2 separate regions of the Ovis aries genome follow, and region 1 is linked to region 2. Evidence: chromatin contacts called from public Hi-C data. All regions are on one chromosome and are shown on one strand. Each heading gives the region's core, a stretch centred on a gene start, on an enhancer-like site or on the middle of the called end of the contact. The rest is flanking DNA. Distances are from core to core; before and after follow the strand shown. Region 1 overlaps CTNNA1 (catenin alpha 1). Region 2 overlaps CTNNA1 (catenin alpha 1).

The links. A called contact is a pair of places that touch in the nucleus more often than the background predicts.
Region 1: a Hi-C map of hypothalamus shows a contact between it and region 2, with 2.0 times the contacts expected there. The contact joins two enhancer-like sites. A contact is called at or near these places in 2 of 16 Hi-C or Micro-C datasets (hypothalamus and tail adipose tissue).

Annotation. Positions count from the first base shown.
Region 1 is chr5:47,904,507-47,909,152 of ARS-UI_Ramb_v3.0, reverse strand. It overlaps CTNNA1 (catenin alpha 1), which reads right to left. Exons shown (of 21, transcript XM_060415818.1): 15 at 3,467-3,667; 16 at 2,804-2,955. Among named protein-coding and RNA genes, the nearest start is that of LRRTM2, 52 kb to the right of the region's middle. Within about 2 kb of position 2,027, at least 12 of the 54 cell types and tissues checked have an H3K27ac peak or open chromatin away from gene starts, as enhancers often do. A contact at or near this core is called in hypothalamus, where this site is marked.
Region 2 is chr5:47,646,006-47,650,613 of ARS-UI_Ramb_v3.0, reverse strand. All of the region lies in intron 4 of CTNNA1 (catenin alpha 1), which reads right to left. Among named protein-coding and RNA genes, the nearest start is that of TRNAC-GCA, 5.5 kb to the left of the region's middle. Within about 2 kb of position 3,208, at least 6 of the 54 cell types and tissues checked have an H3K27ac peak or open chromatin away from gene starts, as enhancers often do. A contact at or near this core is called in hypothalamus, where this site is marked.

The DNA.
Region 1 (4,646 bases), core at 778-3,277, 260 kb before region 2:
ACGTGTCATCAACTGATGAGAGAACTGAGTGCAGAGATGCAGAGCTCACTTTAGGGATGACAAGCTTGAGGCAGACAAGCGAGGGGCAGCAAGCAGGGTGGCTAGAGGAGTGGACCATGGGAGTCAGCCTCTCACTGGTTTCCTCTCATCTTTATGCTCCAAGCGAATGAACACAGTCAGAAAAGAGACAGGTGAGAATCTATGCTACAGGGTGTACCCGTGGTCCCAGGCTGTGAAGATGGAGGAGGAGGGACCAGCGAGTTTTCTTCCGATGGGAGAAATTAAGGCATGTTTGTCTGCTGGGGGAAAAGTGCTGGAGGAACAGGGAACGAGACCCAGTGCAGGGAACAGGCTCAGCCAGGAGCAGATGTTCAAACCACCTCAGGATCCTCGGGAACGATGGATCTCTGGTGGCTCAGAGGGTGAAGCGTCTGCCTGAAATGTGGGAGACCCGGGTTTGGTCCCTGGGTCGGGCAGATCCTCTGGAGAAGAAAATTGCAACCCACTCCAGTATTCTTGCCTGGAAAATCCCATGGATGGAGAAGGAGCCTGGCGGGCTACAGCCCATAGGGTTGCAGAGTCGGACGTGACTGAGTGACTTCACTTTCACTTTTTTAGGATCCTCAGTGAAACGGTTACCAGGGCCAGACAGGTAGGATGGGGCACAGGTGGGGAAAGGGGAGGCAAGCAGGAAGGTAGGAAGTGTTCCCAGACTGTGTAGCACCAGCAGTCCCCTGACATCCTGGGTCCAGTGACCCCAGTCAGATGACTGTACTTTTATGCACCATGTTCAGCAGAAGACAGAATTTCACTAGGGCTGTATTTTGAAAGGCAAATAAGGGGAGTAAAAGGGTGCAAAATAGATTGTACTGATGAAACAGAAGCTGGAATAGGAGTGAGACAAGGACCCAAGAGGCTGAGGGAGGGTTGCAAGTGGGGAGGACCAACCGGCTGAATATCCTGATGGACTCAAAGCATTGTTGGAAGTCACAGAACCAAAGGGAGCAGCTGACGGAAGGGATGATGGGGATGCTGGTTATGACAAGGACCAGGCAAAAGAGGCTAACTACAAGGCATCAAGAAACCAAGAGGCCCTGGGTTGGAAGGATGGTTCCTGAATTAAATCAAGACAAAAAGGAGGAACTAAACCAAGGCTGCTGCAGACCTACCCGTCCTTGCTCCCTGAGCCCTCCCAGGTGACCACACCCAGGTTCCATCTCACCACACCTGCCAGGGCCTCTTGTACTTACGATCCCACACAGCAGTAAGCACACAAGAAACAGCTACTACATGCCAGGCCCTGACCTGACCTCCAGTTCATCCCATCAAGCTACCAACACCATCATCTGCATCTTAGAGAGATGCGGGAACTTGCTGAGAGTCTCAGATGTGAGGAGGAACCCTGCTTCCACAGAACAGGCCCTGGATGTGCAGGTATCCTGGGGTGTGTGCAGTGCCAGCTCATTTAAAACCCCAAAGGCATTAACCTCAGACACTCAGCAACTCATGATTATTAATGTTTCTTCTATTCTCTGTCCGCATGCAAAGAACTTTGGAAAAACAGGGCTGCGTTTTGCCATCACTGGTGCGCTTGACCCAGGGACCCCTTCGCACCTCTGGGGGCCAGGCCTCCCTGAGCATGGGCTGCTCTCCAGCACAGCAGCAGGGGTGAACAAAGCAACAGGCTCCCCCAGATCCCCTCCCAACCCCCAGTATGTGCAGGTGACCCGGGCCTGCAGGAACACCCAGCAGCCAGCCATACAGTCCTTGAGCCATTCTTGTTGCTCCTTACCCCTGAGAGAAGTGCAGTAATGCCCAAATGTTGCTACGTTGCATACAGAATGTATCCAGCCTGATGCAACTACCTTAGAAATGGCTTCTGTTTCCAGCTGAGGGGGTAAAAAGGGGGACAGAACCCCGTCCGCCTTGGGCGGTCGGACTAGCAAACCATGAAGGTGTAACGGAAGCTTCCCGACAAGACTAGACTGTCAGCAGAGGCCAGCAGCCGTCTACTCAGCAGGCCTGCCTTCCAAATGCTGGCTCTGTGGCTACGGCAGGGCTGGCCCGAGCCTGGGGGTGACTCCGGGAGAGCTTGGCACAGGTCCTGCTCTCCACTTCCAGAGCAACACATTCATGTTCAAAACAGCGTGTGAGGCATCAACTGCTATGTGAGTCCCAGCCTAAGACACGGGATGATCACGGAGGAGGTGGTTTCTCAAAACCCTACTGTTCATGCCCAGGGGACCCCAGACACTGCCTCAGACGCTGAGAACTGCCTCTGGCTCAGAGAGGACGGGTCAAACGGGGCCCAGAGCAGGTGGCACTTCCCTTCAGCCACGGTGAGAGGGCTCGACACTTGGCCCTAGAGATCAGGAGCATCACCAAGGGCTGCACAGCCCCTCATCCTTCCCCTCAATACCCTTGGGCTCTAGTACCCTGCCTGCCTGCCACCCCTCTGAGGTGAGGAGTGCTCCATGTAAAGAACAGTTTCAACCTGAATAAAGGAAATATTCCCTTCTCTGAAATTCACTGAGGAGCCTTTATTTTCTATCACTGCCCTTTAACTCAAGAGGAAGCCTCAATTCATACTAGGTCCCCTTTTCTCAGCCCAAGTTTGGGCTCTAACTTGCAACTAAAAGTCATTTTAAACAATGTAATTAAACATATCTCTTCCTAACAGCCCTTAGATTCATGGTTTTAATATATTGCCAACACATCTGTTGAGTTCCAGAATGATGCATTGCTCAAGTTTAGCAAATGATAAGAAGGAAGCTGTTAAAACATCTGAAATGCAGTTACTCACCCTTATCATCAACACCGCTTTCCTGATGTCCCGGATGCCATCGTACACCAGGCGGGAGGCATCAATAAACTCGTTTTCATCCATGGGCTGGGCAGGGTCTGAGCTGAGGGCTTCCACAGCCGCTTCCACTTGCTCAGTAAAACGTGGCATGACTGCGGAGAAGAGAGATGATAACATCACCACCAGCCCTCCTAAATCCCTCAGTCAGATGCAGAGAGGCAGAGTGTATGATGAAGAGCCTCTGCTTCTACCTATGTGAGAGGTATTTATAGTTCAAATAAATTAAATGCCATATTTTACAAAGACTTGAATCCTCTTCTTTGTCTCTGGCCAGATTCTGGAACACAGGATTTAGATGGCTGAGAATTTGAATTGGGATTAACTAGAGGCCTTACTAGAATGGGACTCTCCTTAATTTAGTGTGTTCACTAACTAGAGATATAACTCAGAAGTTCAGAGTTCAGAACGACTCCCATTACTACCTGTGGGACACAAGTAAGGGAAACGTGTTTGTGTGGTCTTACTGTGGCTGACCAATGACTCATAAATCCGATGTACCTTCCAGAACTCTTGTCCGAAAACCAAACTGAGCCCCAGTGTCCTACTTCCTAACCAGAGGGCCATCTGTGTGTGAGGAGCACAGGTGAGGGAGGGGTCCCGCACCTGTGTTGGAGAGCAGCTTGGTTGCTTCCAGCACCTTCTCTGTGTAGACTCCTGGTTCATAGTTGTCCATCTCTGAGGTGACAACATGAATGACCCGGGCAGCCCGGCCTCGAATTGCACCAGCTGTGCGGTCTAGCCCATCCACATCTTTCTCTTGGAGAGCAATGACACATTTGTTCACGTCTTCCAAAATGTGATTCTCTGAGGAACAAACAAAAACAGCTGAATGAGGGAGGAGGCCTCCCACCAGAAGTGGACGATTTTAAGCTGGCATCTGTCACTCATCCAGTGCTCACTGCGTGCCAGCTACAGTGCCAAAAGCTTTGCACATCATTCACTCAAGAGACCAGACTACCCAGGGATCAACTGCCTGGAAACTGGACCTGCAATCACCCCAAGAATAACCATCTTTATTCCAGGTTTAGAAGAGACAGGCAGAGACGCCCATCTTTCAGAATCCTTGATAATTTCTTTCCCTTAAACAATTTCATTGATTTTATATCCCAAAGTCTAAATTAGAAGACAAGGTTCACTATTCCCAGTCCCTTGCCCCTCGCTCCAGGAGATGCCAGTGGTATTCAGACAAACGACCAAGACATCAGGACAACTCTGGAACATGAGAAGAGCCTGGAAGGCAGGCAAAAGCCTCGTGGAGTTGGATTTGGAAGATCTACCAGAACTGTTTTTCCTCAAAGACAAAGCTTGACCCTGGGTATTGGGAACCCCAGAATGAGGAGTTCACGTTAACCTCATCTATAATAGCAAAGTAGGAGCAACCAAAATGTCCCAGAACAGAGTAATAAATTATGGGCACTGGGCAGCCACTGAAATGGATGAAGATCTGCAGGGGCTGACCCAGAATGGGAAAGGGAATGTTCTCACCACCAGGAACTGTGCAGTCCACCAGCAGAAAGCCCTCATGATAGGGCTCACAACGCATGGGGCCGGTGGGTGAGCAACACAGTCTCCAGGTCATTGTCTGGCTATTTTCTTCCTGCTCAGAAAGCAGCTTTCCTTAAGACACACAAGAAATCTGAGAAGCAGTGTCTGTTAAAGACATGCTCCCTTCCTTAAACCAAGACAGTTCATGCACTGGTTTTTCTGGAAGAGTCAGGACAATTAGAGCAAATGTAATCTGTTTAAGAAACACATCTGGGGACTCCCCTGGTGGCTCAGTGGT
Region 2 (4,608 bases), core at 1,959-4,458:
TGCTTTTAAAATCCACTGGTTAATGTCAGGTAAGGATTTTCTTCGGAGAAGGAAATGGCAACCCACTCCAGTGTTCTTGCCTGGAGAATCCCAGGGACAGAGGAGCCTGGGAGGCTGCCATCTATGGGGTCGCCCAGAGTCGGACACGACTGAAGCAACTTAGCAGCAGCGGCAAGGATTTTCTTATGTGTGGTTCAGTGGCAAATATTTAAATACTGATTTTGAAAAGAAAAAAAAAAAATCCAGTGGGACTCCTTTTCATAACCACCTGCTCTCTCCATTCAGGAGGCAGAGTTGCTAAGGGATCATGAGCACAGGCTGTTTTGGAATCAAGTTTGGTTCTTGCTATGGTCACTTTCTAAGACTCTGTGATCTTGGGCAAGTCAATTCTCTCTCAGTCTCAGTTTCCCTTAGCTGAAACTGGGGATAGTATGATAAATTCTCAGGACTTAATTCTGGTTCGATCCCTGGGTTGGGAAGATACCCTGGAAAAGAGAAGGGCTACCCACTCCAGTATTCTTGCCTGGAGGATCCTATGGACAAAGAAGCCTAGCGGGCTACAGTCCATTGGCTCACGAAGAGCTAGATACAACTAAGCAACTGACACTTTCAATAATATCATACATATAATGTGCTCGTGCAAGGCCTGGTACAGGGTGACTTTTTGCTTTGTTTTTAAATTTTTGGCCATACCTTGTGGCATGTGGCATTTGGGGATCCTGGCTCCCCAAATAAGAATCAAACCCATGTTCCCTGCATTGGAAGCAGAGTCTCAACCAACCACTGGACCTCCAGGGAAGTCCCACTGGGTCAGTTTCTTTTTTTTTTTTTTTAATTTAGCTGCTAAACGTTTTATCCTTATTAGTAGCATTTTAATTTTTATTATAATTGTGTGCTTCCATTTACTCACCTGTAAAAGAGGAGTCATGATTCAATGGGTCAAAGATTGAACAAGATAAAGCATGTAAAATGCTTAGAACAGTATCTTCCCCTTAGAAAGTGCATAATGAATTGGACCTGTAATTATTATGATTTCTACAACTCCCTTGCCACCCCCCCCAGCCCCCACCCCCACCAAGCCTTCAGATTAGGTACCTGGAAGTTATTCCTGAGCTGGCCCAAATTCCTAGCTCCCTAAGTAGTACTGGCTGTGAAAAGGAGGCTTCTGGAACTGTACTAAACTTCTAACTTACTTCTGGACCAAGAATAAGTCTTTAACTTCTGCACTCCCTCATTTCCATCTCAGGAGCCTTAGGTTCCCTGTGCAGGCTAATGTCCAGCTAGATCAGCATCCTGAAGGAAAGGGGTTATGGTCATTTAGAAGGGAAAAAGGTCAGCCACCAAGTTAGGGTAGGGGACACAAGAGAATAAACGAAAGACACATGGGTGGAGTTACAATGCCTTTTAAAGGTTCCTGTCTTTTGCTGGTCCAGCTGAGGCCTCATTTCCGTAAGGAGATCTCAGATATGACAAACAGTTGCAGACTGCTCCCAAATACTTGCCATCTTCCTCTCAGGAAACATCAACACTCCTCTAGGGCCCAGTCACACTTCTGACCTTTGAGACCCATGAACTGGCCTGTCTGTGATGCAGTCTTCCTCATACTCAGCCCTTTCCGCACATCTGTACCTCATGATTCAGTCACACACAAACTGCATGGGAGGGTGTCCCAGGGTCTCCAGTATATGCTGCAAGCTTCAAGCCTGGGCTAAAACTACAGCTGGAAGAACTTAGGTGAAACCTCAGGAAAATGTCCTGGTTCCAGGAGCTGGGAGACACAGAGAAAAAGGCTACAGGTAAGCTATGGAATTTGCGCCTCTGGAGATTTTCATCTGGAGCAGGCCCAGTCCCTAATCTCTACTGCCCTAAAGAGCTTGAGAATTAATCCCTCAGTGGTGGGTAGGTGGGGCTGGGGCTCTCTGGACCCTAAAGACACTGGAGCCAGGGCCTGCTACATTGGGCTTGTCTTCCCACTCTCCTTACCCTCCCCTCCTCCACAGCCTGGAGGACTGCGGCCTTAATGTTTATAGCCACCCTGAGGCCTGTGGGATGAAGCGGGGCCCTGAAGGCCTGGGAATTCCTGCATAGCCAGACTGTAGAGAAAAGTAGTGATTTGGGGTTCTGAAGTCAGAAATCAGTTCTGAGGATGACTTGGACTTGTACTCCCCCAGAATAAACTCACAGGTTTGGCCCTGTGCTTGAGAAGGAAATGGCAACCCACTCCAATATTCTTGACTGGGAAATCCCATGGACAGAGGAGCCTGGTAGGCTATAGTCCATGGGGTTGCAAAGAGTCGGACAGAACTTAGCGACTAAACAACCACCACCTCAGCTCTGCTAGTGATACCTGAAATCCTGTCCTCTACCACCAGCCACGTATACTGGCCTCCCCACATTGTTTGAACAGAGACAGCTACTGATACAGGCATTTTACCATCCCTGTGCCCTTAAGTCAATACTCACACAGGCCCTGTTACTAGAGAAGAGGCTTTGAGATGACTGGGTGGTGGATGAGGAAATCTGAGGGAAATGAGTGGAAGAAAGTAGGAGTAGGGGTCCTTAGGAAGTCTCTTCTTAGGGGCTTTTCCTCAGGGCATCTGCTGCCCAGAAAGCCTCAACCGGGTCAGCTATGGGTCAGGAATGAGCCACACCCCACCAATCTTCTCAGCACTCCTTCTCAGCCTGTAGATCTCCTACCCCATCCCCATCAGACTCCCAAACAAGTCCAGGATAGTCACAGAGGACTGTGTTCAGTCTGGGAAAAATAGAAAAAGTCTCTCCCGTTTCCCCACCATGATGAAGAATCTAGTGGACACGGCATGAGTATTAGCAACACAGATTAATCTGGAAGTCATTCTGAAGAAAATACAGCTCCCCAAAGACAGCTAAACCACTATTAGCTGCTAAGGACTAGCAAGGGGCCAGGAGTTACACTGTCCCCAAAATGGGACCCATTTGGTCTTGGCCACAGCTCCCAGATAGAGACCTGCCCTCCCAACTAATCTCCCAGAGGCAGAAGTCAGCCCAAGGAGTCTCAGGGAATATTTAGAAGAGCGATTTTTCTCTCAAGTCTCTGTCTGCCTGCTAGAAAAAGACTACTTCCAACTCTCAAAGGATTTGCCCTGTTCACCCTCAGAATGACAGGTGGATACACAAAATTTCTACTATGTTCAGAGTCCAGGCTGAAGATGGTCCCTAGAATCCTCTCCTGGGATGACCCAGGAGTGCCCCCTGCTGCCAGGCTTGTCTGAAGCCAGTTTGGGGTGGAAGAAGGAAGGCGTGTTAAAGCCCATTCTAGTTGCTCCAGCAGAAGGGGCCACGCTTTATGCTACTGTCTCCACACACCACCCAAGTCAGAGCTGGATCTCCCCAGGAGTCACTGAGTATGGGAACAGCCAGAGAGGAGCTATCTGGGAGCAGGACAACACACCGGGGCCCTGCAGCCTGGGCTCTGGTACATGCCCAGAGCTGAGAGGAGGGCTGTCCACTCTGCAGGGGTCCGTGGCTTCAGGAGAGGAGTCAGGTTCCATGCGCAAAGTCAGCCACCTTCTCTGTGCCCCAGAGAGAGAGGCTGTGCCACATTCGGTGAATCACCTTAGTGAGAGTGCGGTGGGAGATAGACACAGGAGAGACCCCGCTTCTCCCCAGAAACTCCCTCAGATGCCAGTGAGACATGACCAAATTTATCACTGACAATACAAATAAGAATAGCTGTTTCCAAAAAGACCTTTGGCTCCATGTCTGTAAGCTCAGGAGAAACTAGAAGATTCTTCAGGTCTCTTTAGCTCCAACATTCTGTGAGCCTATAGGATTCCACAGCCCACCCCACCCCTAGTGGCTGCCTTTTGTCCTGACCACCCACTACTCCCCACTCCTAGTTCTTTCTTTAACCTAATTTAAATCTGTCTTGCTGCATGCTAAATAGGGACAGCTAGGAGGGAGGGTCTTCTTCCAACACTTCCTGTTTTCAAGATCAGAGACAGAGAGGGAAGCCAGAGGGGGGTGGTGTGTGTATGTGGGTCGGGGGAGACAGGACACAGAGAAACCCAGAGAAGAAGAAGGAGCAAAATAAGGGGTGGAGAGATGACCAGCTAAGACCCAAGTGAATGTCTGAGAGAAACCTTCTGACTGGCTGGAGAGGTAGAGAACAAACCTCAGGACTGCCTCTAGTCCTTTTTCCCCTAAATGGTTCACAGGTACACCTCTGCACTCTCACTAAACGGTGTGTGAGCATGCATGAACATGTACATCCCGTGCTGTGCTTAGTTGCTCAGTCGTGCCCAGCTCTTTGCTTCCCCATGGACTGTAGTCCGCCAGGCTCCTCTGTCCATGGGGATTCTCCAGGCAAGAATACTGGAGTGGGTTGCCATGCCCTCTTCCAAGGGATCTACCCAATCCAGGGATCAAACCCAGGTCTCCCGAATTGCAGGCAGATTCATGGGTGCTTAGACTGTGGGAAAGGCCTAGCTGGATGTGAGGCTGGAGAGGGAAGCAGTTCTTTCCTGGCCAGAGAGTTCTGCCCCTACCTGCATAATTACGTTCCCTTTCACAGCCCACCTCCCAGCCTCCAAGCCTTCCAGCACTAGGTCTTAACAGCTCCCTGCCTGA